Regions from separate parts of the Mus musculus genome. Here regions 1, 3 and 4 are each linked to region 2. Evidence: chromatin contacts called from public Hi-C and HiChIP or PLAC-seq data. All regions are on one chromosome and are shown on one strand. Each heading gives the region's core, a stretch centred on a gene start, on an enhancer-like site or on the middle of the called end of the contact. The rest is flanking DNA. Distances are from core to core; before and after follow the strand shown. Region 1 has its middle 85 kb from the start of Gm20745. Region 2 holds the start of Rora (RAR-related orphan receptor alpha). Region 3 has its middle 110 kb from the start of Gm20745. Region 4 overlaps Rora (RAR-related orphan receptor alpha).

Region 1 (4,436 bases), core at 659-3,158, 540 kb after region 2:
CATGAGGATGGTAAGGAAGCCTGGAGCTCGGAAGCTGCTGAACCCCACAGGATTCATCTGAAAGAAAGGCATGCCTCTCAAACCCCTCTATCTCAATGCATGGATATTTAATGGATGCCAAACATTCAGACATCACACAAAAGTCCTTTGCTTAAAATATGCATTGTACTTGGCCCTGAATAGGCTGTCCTTCCCTCAAGACTCAGGGAATATGTAGAAGATGAGTAGAAAGATTTAAGAGCTGGGAACAGTGGATGACTTCAAGGAAATAATGTTTTCCAGACACAACAGAGGAGATTTACATATGACTCCCCCCCCCCGAGACTATGACAGTATGTATAACACCCGCACAAGCTCAAACCAGACAAAAGTTCCAGCATAGAGGAAAGGGGATGGGCATGTAATCCCAGGCCTAACCGAGGAGCTCTTGGTATTTGCAGCTGAGAGAGAGAAAGTCAACTTTTTTCAAAGATATGATACCCAGTGTAGCAACCACACTCCAAGGTGGCCCCCACCCTAAAGAGTTCTTAGCCAACACAAACTGGTCTTCATGGATTTGGTTGTGTGAGAGTGTGTGTGTGTGTGTGTGTGTGTGTGTGTGTGTTTGTGTGTGTTTTAAAAAGAGCAATGGGACACAAAGTTGACTGGAGGGAAGATCTGGGGAAAGTTGGAGGGAATGAACATGGTCAAAATATATTGTATAAAATTCTCAAAGAATAAATAAAAACATTATTTAAAATATACATTATAAATACAAAGTTCATCTTTTTAAAATCGTTGTATTTGTGAAGGTGTCATCATGGAATCACTTTGTTAGGTTAGCATACCTAGTATAAAATATCACAGTCAATATAAACAAATTATATCTACATTGAACTTATCTGCAGGCCTATATCAATGGATCCTTATAAAATATAGAACTTGAGGGTCTGGGGAGATTGATCACTGGTTAAAGTGCTTGTGACACAAGCATGTAGACTGGAATTTGGACCCCTGGGATTCACATCCACATCCAGAAGCCATGGCCTTCTGCCCCTAATTCCAACCTTGGAAGTCAGAAATGGGGTCCCAAGCTGGCTAGCAAGATGAGCCTCATCAGTGAGCTCTGGGTTTGACTGTGAAGACTTGCCTCAGCAAATTGAGTAGAAGAGTAACTGGGAGTGATTCTTGACATCAACTGGGAGCCTCTACATGCAGGAGCACATGTGTACACAACGCATGCAAACGCACATACATGCCCACATGAAAATGGGGGAAAACAGAAATGTTGGTCACATATCAAGTGTTCTGCGCTCACATGCATACGACCTCAGCTCTTGCCACGAATGTACGAGACACTTATCAGTTATAAATTTGCATTTATCTCCTTACATCATAGTTTCTGACATTGACGGTACATGCACACATTAGTGTGAATCCTGCATCATTATTAACAACAAATTGTTGAGTTCCATATTCTTAAAGAAAATCACAATCCCGTGACCCAATCAATCATCACTCCTTGGTCTTAGGTGACTCCGAATGAGCTACGGTTTTCCATCCGTGCCAGGCTGTGTCCTCCTGCTCTAACTCTGTAAAGATGCATCTCACTGTCTCTAACCTCGAGGGTTTCCGATTTTTCTCTTTTCTTTGTCTAAGATGTTGCTTTGAGGTCCAAGGATGAATGGATGGCTATATATTCCTGTCCCTTAGATGCACATACTCACATAAAGACACTTCCAACCTGGGCCTCTTGTTTAAGATGCTCTCTCAGGGAGACTTGCAAACACTTCGCTTTACAAAGAAAGTTTTGAGAGAGAGAGAGAGAGAGAGAGAGAGAGAGAGAGAGAATGAAATGAAACAGTGACTGTTCACCAGCGCAATTACTGTGTCAAATATTCCCCTGGGGAAAGGGATCTGCTCTTATTGTGAAATAAATTATTCTAGAAACCAGGCTTCCGCGGTAACTTTTCTCTTTCCCCAGGCGGTATTTTCCCAACACTGTTCTCAAAATTCACTTTTGGTGATACACATATGGGAAGCTGGAAATAGTCGAAATTATATGTTTGAATTTTAAATATATTCCCATTTCTATAAATGTTAGCAGCTCCCCAGATTATCAGGGGCCACTCCACAGTTCGGCCATCACCAGTTCCAGAATTTCCTGGCTGGTTTTCCTCATCCCCGAGGAGGGAGGGAGAGTCTCTCTGCCAGCCTCTTAGCCTCCACTTTCTACCCTACAGCTGCCACTTGTCTTAACCCTTTGGAAAGACGAGGTCCACTGGGAAAGAGCAAAGAGGGCAGAGAGGAGCAGGCTCACCCTCCTCTCTGTAACCCAGCACCTACCAGGTCCATTCATTCATTCCCCACACGTCCAGCATGAGCTGTCTGTGGTTCTCAGTCAGGCCTTCACTGCCCATTGAGAATCCTATTAGCCTCCAGCCTGTCAATCTCAAACCACTGGACAAACTCCCCTTCAGCTATGTTATGAACAGACAGAACTTCCAATCAGTCACGGAATCCACGCCTGCCAAAACTCGCTCTGACTCTCTTAATCCACGAAAAAGAGATCCGTTAGTTTCTCTTCCTTATCCAAACCGCAGAGCAGAGCAGGGCCTGTGGAATGAGGTTATTCGGGGGGAATCTGGGATGCAGGACACAAACAAATGTTGGGTATGGAAATGAAGATAGTGGATGCAGGCTCTGTGTTCCCACTTGGGACAGAGAGTCTCGTGACATCCTTCCAATGGGGCCTAATCAATACCTCTTCTGCAGGCTTCCTAAAGCTCTAAGTATAAACCTTACAACAAAATACAGTGACAGTAGATATTTACTGAGATCTTAGTTTGTGCCAGGCCTTCACTCAGGGGCTCTATATATTTTAACTTGTTTGATTCACACAGTCCTTAGAGGTAAGTCTCATTTGTAAGGCTTTGTGTTTCAAAGGTCTTGTGTTGTCGCTACACTGTAGAGATTATCACCTGGACCGTTTTTTTTTTAAAGGTAAACAAGTTAAATAAGTTTCTATTGAGTCCTGTGTGTGTGTGTGTGTGTGAGAGAGAGAGAGAGAGAGGAGGGAGAATGTGTGTGTTTGTGTAAGCAGAGTGTATCTGCTTTCTAATTCTAAGAACTGTACTCACTCACACATAAACAAAGCAGCCACATTACCACTATGCATTGGTTAATGGCACAAACCACGGAGTCAGCCTGGGCCACTTCTTTGTATGGACACTGCTAGCTGTGTGACCACATCTAAATGACCTGAACTTTCTAAAGTCACCTGTAACGTAAGAACAATAACAGAACCCACCTGGTGGGGTGGTTGAGAACATTATTATCTAAGGAGAGTACATACTGCAGAACCCAGAGCTCAGCAAAAGTCGGGTGGATGCTGGAATCACCTTCTGTTGACAGAGGAGATTTGTACAGGCGCAGGGAAGCCAGAATGTGTGGATTCTCCACAAAAAAACTACAAGTGGTCACTTTGTAGGTTTTCATCAGTCAGCACTAGGAGACATTAGACATTCTTCTCTTCACAGTGTGGGTTTGATTTGAGCATTTAAGAAGCCAGCCTTTGACCCACGCCAGCCGTTTCCTGTAAATTACAGGGACTGAAGACCAACTCAGTGAATGTAGAGAAAGGACTTGAGAAATAGACAAATTTTGAGCTCTCAAAAATTATATGTAATTTTCGCAGAGAGGAATATTAAGGAATTCTATTTATTTCTATGTTTGTTACAAATAATATATTCTTGATGTATAGAATTTAGAAAACAAGCCCCCAAATAGTTTTAAATTTTCTTTTTAAAGCTGTGTTTTTAGCTAATGAGTATTCAACCTCATTACTAGGCATAATGAGTGCCTACCTCTATGTATGTGCACCATATGATGTTCTGGAAGAGACCAGAAGACACCAGAACCCCTGAAGATGTGAGTCTGGAAACTGAACTGGGGTGCTTTGCAAGAGTGGCCACTTCTCTTAACAACTGACCCATCTCTCCAGTCACCCTCAAAAAAATATTTTAGAGACTACAAGAAGGCTGGAGATGTGAGTCAGTTAGTGAAGCAAACCGCCACCAAGCTTGAAGGTGTGAGTTGGATCACATGGTGGAGGGAGAGAACTGAATCTCATGAATTGTTCTCTGACCTCCATACCTACATGCTGACATGCATACCAATATGCACACACATAAATAAATAAATCTAATGACAGAAAGGGAAAATTAAAAGCATCCATGTTCATCTTGTGCCTGATACTATTTTGAGGACAAAGACTTAGCAAACTGGTTGAGAATAGGTATCCAGTCCACTTGGTTGGTAGTGTGCGATAAGAACCACTAACTGTCAACTGTGGCTCCTGAGCCTGCGTGCCCCTTTCAGTATCGTTTGCCCACTTTTGAAATCATAATGGATATAAAACTCTGATATACATAGACATGTTAGGCATACAGTATTCC
Region 2 (4,239 bases), core at 1,140-3,639:
TCAGCAGGCCATCCTGGAAGGTGCACATTGCTTCTATTTTTGTTCCTTGGATCTTTGGGGAGGCCGGGGGGGGTACCAAATTCCCCGGCTTTATATAATTTGCGAGTTACAGATTTGTAGTTGGTTCTGCAGCCTGCCACCCCATCTATTGCAAGAACACACCTGGCAGAAATGACACCTGAAGATGTTAATAAAGCAGGGGAGGTGGGGAGGGGCTAGAGAAAGAAGAAAGGCACAAACTAGAAATCAGAGCCACTTACTAGACACTGTGCACCCCTTCTTTTAAAAAAAAAAAAAAAAGCCTCCAAACACATGAAGGGGATTTTCTCCAGCGTTTCTGATTAACCCTGTTACATAACCCGCTCGCATTCCAAATCTCGGGCTCTAAATAGACTCCTTGCAGCCAAAAGCTCTGCACAAACTCGCAGAACTGGTGGTCCGTTGCGGCCGCCCCCCACCCGAAGCCTTCACACACACCCCTTTCCTTTCGTCCCGGTCCTTGTCGCCCCCATTCCCCTGATTCAAACAGAGCCTCGACACACTCTTCGGAAATCGCCTTTAATTAAATGGTACCCCACCACCACCACCAGCAGCAGCATATGTCATCCGGATGGCTTTTACTGTACTTGAATTCCGTGAATGGGAAAGCTCCCGGACAGGGGGTGTGGCTAAGGTGGGGCGGGAGGGGAGAATACTGTAAAACAGCCAGCACATGATCAGCCATGTTCCTACCTCCAACTAACACATCCAAGAGGAAGGGAGGGGCTCTCGGTCCCCCCTTCGTCTCCCCACAGACCCCATAGCCGCCAAACCTGGCTGGAGAGATCCACTCTGTCCCAAGCCCCTGGGTGGCTCGCAGGAGCCTGCTTCCTCCGGAGTGACAGGCGTGATTTATACATTATTTACAACAGTAATTAAAGCTGCAGCTTCCTCCTGCTCTTTGCAAACTCCAGGAGCATTCAAATAAATAATCCCCCACCCCCGAAGGAGGGGGTGGGGATCCCACAGCAGCTTCTGACACCTTTAAGAAAGAAGTCAGCTCCCCCCACCCGCGCTCCCCCGGTTAGACCACTTTTGGAAAACGACCGGAGAGGAGCAAGCACCCTTGTCTCCCCAGGTCCTCTCTTTCACACACTCCAGACACCAACACAAAATGAACCAAAGGCCCAGGAAGGGCTGCCTCCTTAGCCCTGGCCAACCAGCACTCAACTCCGATCAACCCCAGGTTCCGGCAGAAACGCTGGGCATCGCGGCGAGCGGAGGATTCCCAGAGCAGAAATAAGTTTGGGTGCTTTTCTCGGCTTTCTCTCTCGGCTTGTTTGCCTCGCAGCCGCTCCCTCCAATCGCGCGTGGAGCGCCCCACTCCACCATTGCCCTCCCTCCGCGCGCTGCACACGCCCCCTGCCAGCCTCCTCTAGGACTGCGGGCTCCGAACCCACGGCTACAAAGTTGCGCTTCTTCCTTTTGCCCGGCGGGGAAAATCAACTCCACAACATCCCGCGCGCTGGGACCCGGATCTCTCTGCCTTGTCCTCCAAGCCTACCCCCAAGAGCTGCAGAAGAGAAGCTGCCCGCGTCGCCCCCCTTCCGCCCCCTGAGACTTCTAGGTCTCTCACTCCTCCCGAACCTCCAAGCTTTTCCGGGAGAGGGAGGATTCGAACACTTCTCGATTCCTACCGCGGGGTGGTGGGGATGGGTATGAGGGAAACTGTCAAAAGCAGAAAAGGTAACCGAGAAAGCGAGTAGCCACAAACAGACCCCCTCCCCCTTCTTAAAAGGACACTACCGCTTTAAAAGTTTCTTTACCCCCACTCCCCCATCTCGGTTTCTTTTTGGTGGGGGGAATCGTATTTAATTTGGATAGCTCTTCTTTGCAGAAAATAAAACATGCAATCAAGGGGGAGGTGGGGTTGGAGTCGTCTGGCTGTCAACGCTCGGGTCCGTCCCCCATTGCCCTCTCCCGCAAGCCCAGCACTGGCTTGCAAAAGTTTGCAACATTTGTGGGGGGCCGCGGGGGGAGGGGCGGGGGTGCCGGTCGCTCAGGGCACCACGATAGGCTCGCGCGCGCGTGCACCGGTCCCGGGGACCCCGCGTGTCGCCCGCTCCCCGAGCGCGCGCTCCCCCGGGGTGCCTGGTCCCCTCCGGGCTCGGCGCACCGCTCCCGCCGCCCCCCTGCCCGGAGCCTGGTCGCAGCGTCTCCTACCTCGGCTGGAGCTCGCATAGCTCTGCCTGCGCCCCGCGCCCGGTGCCTCGCTCTTGCGGCCCGTGTCCTGGGTCAGCGGGGTCTCCCTGGAGCCCGCGGCCGCCTCCGAGCCGCTGCTGCCCGGTTCGCTGGCGGCGGGGTCGGGGGCTGCCGGAGCTGACTCCATGTTTTTTTTCCCAATGTAGAGATCGGCGGAGATGGCGAGCTCCGAGACTCCCTCTATCTTCTGTTTTCAGAGCGACTCTATGGTACCAAAAAAAAAAAAAAAAAAAAAGGAAAAGGAGACGGGCGAGAGCAGGAGGGACCTAGCCAGGCGAGAGCGCGAGCGAGCGCGCGAGTGGCGGTGGACGCGTGTGCGGCCGAGAGGGGACGTGAGGCGGGTTTGGCCACAGGCAGCGCTAGCGAGAGCGTCTCCAGCCGGCCCCCGCACCCACACTCTCCACCCTCCAGACCCCAGACCGGGAGCTACACAAGGCTGCCAAATTTGGGAGGTGGAGAAGAGGGAGGGAGGAGAAAGATGGGGTGCCTCCTGCGCCCCGATCCTCCCTCTCCTCTTTAACCCAGCTACAGAAAGGATCGGTCGGCGACGTGTGGCTCTGTCTACTTTTGAGATTCCCTCGGGGGCAGTAACTCGGTGTCTCCTATCCGCAGCCAGCTTGGGAGGAGGAGACAAATCCGGTTATCCGCGTTGGGGCACTCGCTGGTAACTGCAGCTCTCTGCAAGCTCGGTCCGAGGCTGGGGAAAACTAAAAGGGAATTAGAAGCTGACTGACAACCCTCTGGAAGGAGGAAGGTGGGAGGACCAGACGACAAACTTGGCGCTTTTTACTTTGGGATGGGACAGTCTGGGGTTTCCAGTCTTAGATATGACTGAGTCTAAAATAAATTTTGTGATTGTAGGATGCATATGTCTAGCCAGTAACTAGTGTTATGGGAAGAGGTCTCTTTCAAGCTCTTTTGCCGTGTTTTTTTTTTTTTTTTTTTTTCCTCCATGAAGGATCCAGAAACTGTTTGGCAGGCCACTATTTTGTGAAGAAAACTTTGGTCAGTTTGGTGAAGGACTTCTGAACCCATGAAAGGGGCCTAGCTGCATCTGAACTCCAGTGTGTCTGCTAGTTTCCTATTCCCACTGGTATTTTTGCTATTAAATGCACAGGCTCATCTACAGCAGACAGACATCCTGGAGAGGTATTAATAACGTCTGGATAATAAAAAAAATCCAGATAATTAACGAGTCTTATCTTTATAAGGCATGATTCTGAGCTTAACTCCCTTTGGAGCACACCCATCTACTAGCTGATACTTAAGGAAAGCTGAGAATTAAGTGCTTACCTCTACCCCAAACTCCAGTAGGAAATATCAGCACTAATAGGCTGGGTGGTGAATATCCTTATGTGAGAGCTGGCTTCTCTGTCTCAATAATGAAGCCACCATTTCCTTTTATTTCTGAAGATGCTAATGAAATCAGTTCATTTTTACACCCCCACCTTCCTTCCAGAAAACCTGAAAAATTTAACAACACAAATATTATTATCTACCAGAAGGTGGCAAAAATAAGTGTGTTTCAGGGGTGTGCGGTGGGGGGAGAATGGGGAGACATTGTACTTTGCTAATTTTCTGGTTTGGAAAATGCTTTTTTTAAAAAAAAAAAAAAGGATAAATCTAGTTAAATAGTTTAAGAAGGCTCCTCCCACACCCCCTGCCAGTTGCTGTTGATTGGTTATGTGGATTGGATTCAAGCACACAGTGATCTTTGCCATGGCCTGTGTATTCACCTGCCTAGCTGTGGCCCATTCTTCCAGATGATCTGGATGGGATGTGAAGGCTTCTAACACCTAAATCTGAGCTCTGCAATGATCCCTGGCCATAGACTATCCGCTGGTGCCTGTACACAGTGCTATAATGGTCTCCTCTATCTCAAATCAGATGGGTGGATTCCCCAGACTCATTTTCTGAGTAGCATCTACTCTCAGGACTTTCTATTGGTTAGCCTGTTGCTGATGTTCTTGCACCATCACATTTGACTTCTCTAAGTCT
Region 3 (3,949 bases), core at 674-3,173, 520 kb after region 2:
ATAGACAGACAGACAGATAGACAGATAGGCAGGTAGACAGATAGACAGGCAGACAGACAGGCAGACAGACAGGCAGACAGACAGATGATAGATGGTTGGTAGGTGGTACACAGATGTGCAAGCATGTACATGCACACACAGAGAGACAGACATACACACATGTGCACACAAGTTGATCCAGAAAAATTTTATAACATCTAAGTGAGATGAGGACCTTCAAATAAGCTAATTGCTAGTTAACAGTTAGCATAGAAAACTATATAACTGCATCCTTAGTCCATACTGAACAAAAATTGAACTGCACATAAAAAAGCCTGTGCAACAGTTTTTAGACATAGCATAATAAAACATACAAGAATTATCTTTAGAAAGATGGGGTGATATGATACCTTAAATGAGATGCCCCCAAAGCAAGTATTATAATAAAAAACAATGTGTTAAAATTAATTATATTTAAGTTAAAACTTTTGGATTACAATAGACATCACAACAAACAACTAACCAGAGAAGACACTTGGTAGTGACATGGGTTTTAATGAGGCTATCCAAAACTATATTCCTGATATCATTAATATAAAGACAAATATACCATAGGAAAAGAAACAAATTATGGGCGTAAGCAATTTATAAGAAAGGGAGAGAATGCCACCACTGTATGAGTTTAGAACAAATTTTAAACCTCAAGACATCAGATAAATTAAGTACTGCCAACTTTGGGGCAAATACAAAGTTATAACCCTCACACCATCCTGAGGGAAATACAACTGATGAAATACTTTTAGGGAAGAACTTAGCAATACATGTATCTTGTGGTTCAACAATTCTATTCTTTGCCTGCTTCTTCTGATGTCATCCAGTTGGCTTTCCCCTTTAAAAGATAACAACCACTTTGGACAGCTCCCAGCCACGGGTAACTCCAGCTACAGATGTCTAATCCCCTCTTCTGACCTCTTCAGGTACTGCCTTATATTCACATACAGAGATGTAGTAGATACACAGGCACATAAATAAAACATAAAGTAAATCTTTAGGAAAAAAAAAAAAAAAACAACCAAAATGATTTTGAACACCAGTGTCATCACATCTCATCTTCACTTTAAAAGAAAAAAAGAAGTGTTTTTTTTTTTCTGTAATCTAAAGTTTCAAGCAATTGAAAAAAAATTTAAATTATCTTACTTATTTTGTGTGGTAACTTTGTTGCCAAAGTTGGTACTACCTTTGATACCCAAACCAGAAAATTTTCACAAAGATTTTCCAGGAAAGTTGAATAAAAATCATTACTGCAGCATTACTAGAAACATTCAAGATAGAAATGTGCACAGTCAAGAAGTGACTGCCTTGTAGCATGGTAATAGGATGGGCAGAGTACAACACAGATGTCCCAGCGAGCCAGTGAGGGCTATCAGTGCCAACACAGAAGACCACAGCAAATAGAGAGCACTAAGACGGTTGTGATGTGCTCCTGCTAAATGACGATGGCTGGCTAACATGCTCTATGACTAGAGAAGCATAAAACTACGGGGATACCAAGCACACTGAAGTCATCTCACTGCAGAAGGGAAAAGGGTAATATTGGAGAGAGGTGGGGCTGAATCACTGGCTCAGTACACAGATACCTGCTGGCAACCCTGCCAACCAGCATTCTATACCTAGGACCCACATGGTAAAAGAAGAACAGACTCCTGCCAACTGCCATCTGACCTCCACACATGCACTATGTCACACATGGCCCCACACTCATACACACGCAAGCAAAATAAAATAAATTTAAATGTAATAAAAAGTTTTAAATAAAGATTTTAACTTGGCCAGAGCAAAAGTAAAAGACTGAAAGAAAGCCAAGTTCCTTCTACAGCCTTCTTCCTGGGCCAGTGCCCCCAGTCAGAGTCTCTCCAGGACACCAGGGTACAAACAATGTTTTCTTTCACCAGATTTGAACCATTTGTACACACAGCATCTTTGCTCCTTCAGTCAGCTTCCCCTGGTGCAGCCAAAATAGCTCATTCTCCCACCCTTCCCCCATTCTGAAACCAAAAGACAACAGCTGGCTTCTCCAACTTCTGGCAGTTACAAAGAGTTTTCCACCATTCCTGGAATGTGGGTAAACAAACATTTCTAGACTCCCTTTTCATTTCAGGCTCAGTTTTCATCTTCTAAGACTTGAGCCCCCAACTAAGTGGGAGGCAGAAGGGAGCCGGTAGTATTTTGCTCTGCAACCCTGGACCTGGGCTCAACACCTGGAACACTTCTAAAGACAGAAGGAAAGAATCAATGCCACTATGTTGACCTCTGACCTCCACATGTATGCCATGACATGCACACATGCAAACAAGAGTGGGAGAGTTCCTATGAGTTAATGTGCCCCACTCTGCCTCACTGGCTCTCCTTTCCTGATAGTAAAGACGCCCTGGGTATCATAGCACAGAATACATTCCCTGCAGTCCTATTCTATCTGACACTTCAGACAAGGCACCTAGGACCTCTATGCTTCCATTTCAACCTCCATAAAAGGGAAGTAAAAACAGATCTCTAAGGAAGTTACTGGGAGCTTTGGATACTGAGTTCCTTCAGTGGCATACACACTGTACATCAGTCACCATGTTAGTGCTATATCTGTCTTACTAATCCTCTACTCTGAGAGAATGGAAAAGAGAATGCCAAAAGGCACACAGCAGTTGCCATATAGCTCTCTTCCCAATTAAAACTCTTTCCTGGAGGGAGGCTTGGTAAGACTCAGGAAGTCACTGAAACTTACACGACACAGGAAGTTCCTGGAACCTTCTTGGCAAGGCTGTTCTCCAAGGTTATATAAAGTATAAGAGTTGCATAGGACAAAGACTCTCCAATCAGCAGAGCTGCCTGCAAGGCAATGTCTGCAAGTCCTGCTTTGAGGTTACAAGAGCTGCATGGAGGCTTCAAGTCCTGCATTGCTTTTATGAGTAGCCACCCATATTGGGGCAGGCTTTGGAGATGAAGTATCCCTAACCCATATTCCTGAATAGAACCTTAGTAATCTCAAGTTCCATTGAAGATAAACACAGGCCTCACTGTGGTGCTTTGAATGAGAATGTTCCCCTATAGGTTCAGATATTTGAATTCTTGGTCCTCAGTTGGTGGTGATGTTTGAAGTCTAGGAAGTGTGGTCTTGCTAGAGGGCATAGGTCACTGGGAGTGGGAGGCTTTGAGGTTTCAAAGCCTCACATCACCCCCTCTCCTTGCTTACAGTTCAATGAGTGAGCACTCGGCTTCATGCTCCAGTGCCCTGCTTGCTGCCTGCTGCCATGCCTCCCTGCCATGACAGACTCTGATTCCTTTGTAATTGTAAACCAAATAAACCCTTCCTTCTATATGTTGCCTTGGTCTTGGTGTTTTATGGCCACAATGGCACGCTAGCATGTGTAAGGTGGGTCTGAAATACCTGCTTCCATCTTTGAGGTTCTGTATCTGTAGACCCATTCACCATTCTCCACCTTGCCATCAGTGAATACCCCAGCACAGCAGTGAGTAAGTACCTCAGCCCAGCAGTAAGTACCCTGGCCCAGCAATGAGTACCTTGGTCCAGAAGTGAGCACTTCAGCCAAGCGCTGAGTATTGTCTTATACAGCCTGTCCCATGCTCGTCTTCCAAGCCTGATACTAATCCAAGCTCCACAAAGACAGTTATTCTTAGCATGTAAGAGTATATATATATATATTTGTCCTATGCAACTCTTATACTTTATATAACCTTGGAGAACAGCCTTGCCAAGCAGTTTCCAGGAACTTCCTGTGTCGTGTAAGTTTCAGTGACTTCCTGAGTCTTACCAAGCCTCCCTCCAGGAAAGTGTATATATATCAGAGATAGTGAATTCTTCCATATAACCTCACCCCTCTCAGACTCTGGAGACTCTAGATTAATTTTCACTGAATTAATCTACAGAATGAGTCAAACTTCTGAAAAGGAGTTTGCA
Region 4 (3,815 bases), core at 1,205-3,704, 660 kb before region 2:
GAAGGTTGCCATTTTATTGGGAACAAGTGCTGAGATGAGACTGAAGGACGTTACATAGAGACCTAAGCAGAGACACAACAGTACACTCAAAGGCAGCAAAGCTGGGCCTTTAGGGAAGCTGAGAGGGATCAAAGGCTCACAGTGAGGATGGAAGGCAGCTGGCCAGGTGGGAGACAACAGCTCTGCGGGGCCCTGAGAACTGGATAAGGGGCTTGAATGTATTTACCACCTTCCTTCAATGTTTTGGAACAGAAGGCACCAAGTATGGATCCACACATTGTAGGGCAGATATATGCAACCTGTCCAATGATTAGCCACAGAATCTCCAATAACGATAAAGACATAACACAGTGAAACAGCCATTAAGCACTACTCAGACTTCATAAGTCGTCTGTGAATCTCAAAATGTGTTTCTAGTCATTAGTAATCATCACAATCCAGTTCAGATTGACATATTCTCTTAAAACAAAATGGGAGCAGAGCTTGTGGTGGTAGACCAGTTATTCCAAATGTTGTCAGTGGGTCAGAGCTAAGGACCAGGGCTCTCTCATCAACATGTGTGCTGTTCAGAGATCCAGGCACTTCCTTTCTCCATCCCCACTTCACCTGTCTAGGGGCACTGAACATTTGTGTTTGTGTTTTCACTAGTAGCAAGATGCCCTCTTTCATGTTTAGTCTTGACTCTATCGTGGGATGCAATATGCCCCTCCCTTCTGTTGATAATGCGATGCTTTTACTGTGTCCCTCATGCCAATAAGACAAGGGGCCAGAAAGTGAGCTTAGTCAGTAAATGATTTGCTTTGCAAGTATGAGGACCTCAGTTTGATTATCCAGAACCCATGTCAAACAAACAAACTAACAAACAAGCAAACAAATCATTCATTGTAGCTGATGCTTGTATTCCAAGAACAGTAAAGAAGAAATAGGAGGAATTTTGCAGTTTGCTGGCCAGCTAGCATAGCCAACTTGATAGACTCCGAGCCAAATTGGAGACACTATTTCGAAAAACACAAGGTGGTTGTCACCTACAGAATGACAGCTGAGGTTAACGCATGGCCTTTGCAAGCACTTAAAAACACACCTGCATGCATAAAGAACGTGAACATGAGTACGTTTTAACAGTACTGAGGATGGAACCAGGGCCCCACACATGCCAGGCCAGCTCTCTACAACAAAGCTACAGGCTCAGCCTAGTTTTATTTTGAGACAGGATCTTGTGAAGTGGCCCGGATTGGTCTTGAACTCTGAGTCCTCCTTTCTCTGTCTCCTGGGCATGATTAAAGACTTACCTCAACAGATCCAATTCAGACAAACATTTAAAAAGAGAACTTACTCTGGTAGAAAATGCTGATGTCACATGCAAAGGACCCATTATGAATGAAGCTGAGCCAAAGCCCATGTTCTGTGGGGATTTCTATCGCTTGGCATTGCTGGAATTTTATACCAGAGAATTCTTTGCTCTAAGGTTGTCTTGGGCCTTGTGGATGTGTAGCACTCTCCATGGCCTCTCCTTATTAGTTGCTGGGAGCTCTTTCCAGATGTGATAATCTAAAATGTTTCCATATGTGGACATTCTTGATCCCCCGAGAACTCCCTGCATGAGAGGATGGTTTCCTGGATAGTAAGCTCTGGGGAAGCGGGTAGGGACTGTTCCTCTGCTGGAAAATGGGTAGGATAGTACCCAAGGTTCCCACTGTCACTTTGGCCTCCTGTACTTTTCTGACTTGCCAGAGATTAGTGTTGGCCTTTATGATGGGAGGCAGAACAGCCATGTAGCCTCAGACAGTGATACCGAAAGAAGCCCCAAAGGCCTCTCTTACTTGAGAGTCTTCAGCTTGCTGACAGGAAGGTTGCTTTCTTTGCTTTCTACGGCTGATAGACTTGGGAGAAAGAAGACGAGTTATGCACATCTTCCCCAAGGACACCAACCCCTCACTCATCTCCCTAGTGTGGCGTGAGACTGCCTCTCAGAAAGGAAGTCCCTTATCTCTAGAATGTCCTGCATAGGAAGTCAGGACTTGCCACTAATTCTCAGGAGGCAGGAGACAGAACAGGCACAGAGCTGGGAATCTATCAGCTGGAGTTGTAGGGCATCCCCACAGTTCACTTATGCAGCCGGCAGGCACAGAGCCCACTCACCCATGAATTCCTTTCACTTTCCTGGTAATAGAAGTTGATCTTGAATCTAAGTATCGCTGTTATGCTATCAAACCCTTAGCATGGCTTCTTTGAGAGGCAAGGACAGGCAGCTGTTGAATGACAGAGATGAAGAGGGTAAAAGTTGGCTGTGGAGTTTTGATATATTTCATGTGGATTTCGTTTCCGATGCTTTTGCGTCAAACAAACAAAAAATTTCAAGACTCTGGCACTTCCTGGGTGTAAAATCAATAGTGGATGACATACTTTACAAGAGGCATTTTCTGTGGTTAGTGTCTTTTCACACCTTTCTTCTGGCACTTAGAATCTAATCATTTCTCTGCGGTAGGAGACATCAGCTATAGGAAACTGGTTGAACTCAACCAATCAATGCAAGTGACTTGCTCATCTTGCTCTCCTCCTCAGGAAAAAAAAAATAACAGAGGGCTGTTCATTTTAGGTTCAAGTCCTCTGACCCGATGCTTAGTTCATGCTCACTATGGCTAAGCTGAAGACAGCAGTGGTCGTGGTCCTTCTAATGACCGTGGGGTGGTAGTCTAGTGAAAAGAAGACACCAGCAAACAAACAGAACAATAGGTGTCCTCATTCACCAAGCCATGTAAGTAAATGAAACAGCAGTCATTTCCCCCAAACAGGGATCAGTTTACAGGAATAACAGCTCAAAGGGTGAGCTGGCTTGAACAGGGGGAAGATGAACAATATAGGGACGCGGGGATGGGGACAAGGAAGGTTTTGAGTAAGTTAAACCTCCTGACTGACAAAGAACCTACAGTTGCAGAGCCAGGCGGCTGAAGCATCCTTTTATTCAGAACTCAAAGGAAGCTATTCAAGCCCAATATGGTTTGATTTAGCAGATATTAACTGCAGCTAAAGACATGCAAATAGAATGCGTCAGTCAAGGGAGAGCGAGATAAACAGGAGAAACCTACACTGGCTAAGAAAGGAGAAGAGAACAGAGATTGACATTTAAAGAGCAGATGAAAAGGATATGACAACCCAGAGAAAGGGAAGATGTGTACCTGAGACACAGAAGGGAGGGGAAGAGACACGAAGGGGACAGACCCAGAGGTGTCCCCTCGCACCCCCTGGCCTCTTACAGAGGAGACAGTTGTTCCTGAGCTGCAGGTCACGCAAACACGACACAGGCATTTCTTAATAAATACTTGTTAGGTGGCTCAATGCACACACAAAATGACCTTCCATTCTAGATGTAACTTCAGATTTTATGCTGAACTGTATTAATTCGTTTTGGTCCTTTGGAGATGGTTAATACCACAAACAGCTTTAGTGATGAGTCTCCAACAGCTATTCTTTTAGAGGTCTCCGTGAACCTGACCCTATACCCCTGACATGGGCTGTCATCACGCAATCAATTAGAAGGTCATGGTACAGTAGTTGGGCCATTGCACTGAGAGTCAAGAGACCAAAGTTCCAAAATTGACTCTGCTGCTAAGTGGTGATGATGCTGAGCCAGCCACTTAACCTTTCTGAGCTCTTCTTTTCTCCCAAGTCACACAAGTGCTGTGGACTAGATAGTTGTCAGGACCCACTTATGAGACAGGAAGAATGCATATTACCATATTATTAGTCATTTTACCAGGTCTCTATTCTGCCCTGTATGGTCCAGTGTTGGACTACTGATATTTTTTTCTACTCAC

The links. A called contact is a pair of places that touch in the nucleus more often than the background predicts. HiChIP or PLAC-seq counts read pairs in DNA pulled down with a chosen protein or histone mark.
Region 1: a contact with region 2 is called in a Hi-C map of muscle stem cells, with 3 times the contacts expected there. The contact joins the enhancer-like site here to the promoter of Rora in region 2. A contact is called at or near these places in 7 of 39 promoter capture datasets (the 3T3-L1 cell line, the C10 cell line, cranial neural crest and 4 more), 1 of 484 Hi-C or Micro-C datasets (muscle stem cells) and 5 of 115 datasets of contacts at active chromatin or transcription factors (craniofacial prominence, embryonic forebrain, embryonic limb bud and 2 more).
Region 3: an H3K27ac HiChIP or PLAC-seq map of heart atrium shows a contact between it and region 2, with 13 times the contacts expected there. The contact joins the enhancer-like site here to the promoter of Rora in region 2. A contact is called at or near these places in 9 of 39 promoter capture datasets (the 3T3-L1 cell line, cranial neural crest, embryonic stem cells and 4 more), 4 of 484 Hi-C or Micro-C datasets (all in uterus) and 8 of 115 datasets of contacts at active chromatin or transcription factors (astrocytes, craniofacial prominence, embryonic forebrain and 4 more).
Region 4: a contact with region 2 is called in an H3K27ac HiChIP or PLAC-seq map of oligodendrocyte precursor cells, with 6 times the contacts expected there. The contact joins the enhancer-like site here to the promoter of Rora in region 2. A contact is called at or near these places in 3 of 39 promoter capture datasets (cranial neural crest, embryonic stem cells and maxillary cranial neural crest), 5 of 484 Hi-C or Micro-C datasets (cerebral cortex, cortical neurons, myocytes and 1 more), 12 of 115 datasets of contacts at active chromatin or transcription factors (craniofacial prominence, embryonic basal ganglia, embryonic forebrain and 8 more) and 3 of 9 other capture datasets (adipose tissue, embryonic stem cells and pancreatic islet).

What each region holds. Positions count from the first base shown.
Region 1 is chr9:68,108,048-68,112,483 of GRCm38.p6, reverse strand. No RefSeq gene overlaps it. Among named protein-coding and RNA genes, the nearest start is that of Gm20745, 85 kb to the right of the region's middle. Within about 2 kb of position 1,908, at least 1 of the 459 cell types and tissues checked has an H3K27ac peak or open chromatin away from gene starts, as enhancers often do. A contact at or near this core is called in muscle stem cells, where this site is marked.
Region 2 is chr9:68,651,936-68,656,174 of GRCm38.p6, reverse strand. It overlaps Rora (RAR-related orphan receptor alpha), which reads right to left and starts at 2,389. Exons shown (of 11, transcript NM_013646.2): 1 at 2,203-2,389. The coding sequence starts at 2,368. Gm31325 (a long non-coding RNA gene) reads left to right here and starts at 2,384. Exons shown (of 2, transcript XR_379584.1): 1 at 2,384-2,450; 2 at 2,767-3,108.
Region 3 is chr9:68,129,510-68,133,458 of GRCm38.p6, reverse strand. No RefSeq gene overlaps it. Among named protein-coding and RNA genes, the nearest start is that of Gm20745, 110 kb to the right of the region's middle. Within about 2 kb of position 1,923, at least 14 of the 459 cell types and tissues checked have an H3K27ac peak or open chromatin away from gene starts, as enhancers often do. A contact at or near this core is called in heart atrium, neural progenitor cells and uterus, where this site is marked.
Region 4 is chr9:69,313,245-69,317,059 of GRCm38.p6, reverse strand. All of the region lies in intron 2 of Rora (RAR-related orphan receptor alpha), which reads right to left. Among named protein-coding and RNA genes, the nearest start is that of Gm46153, 9.6 kb to the right of the region's middle. Within about 2 kb of position 2,454, at least 24 of the 459 cell types and tissues checked have an H3K27ac peak or open chromatin away from gene starts, as enhancers often do. A contact at or near this core is called in oligodendrocyte precursor cells, where this site is marked.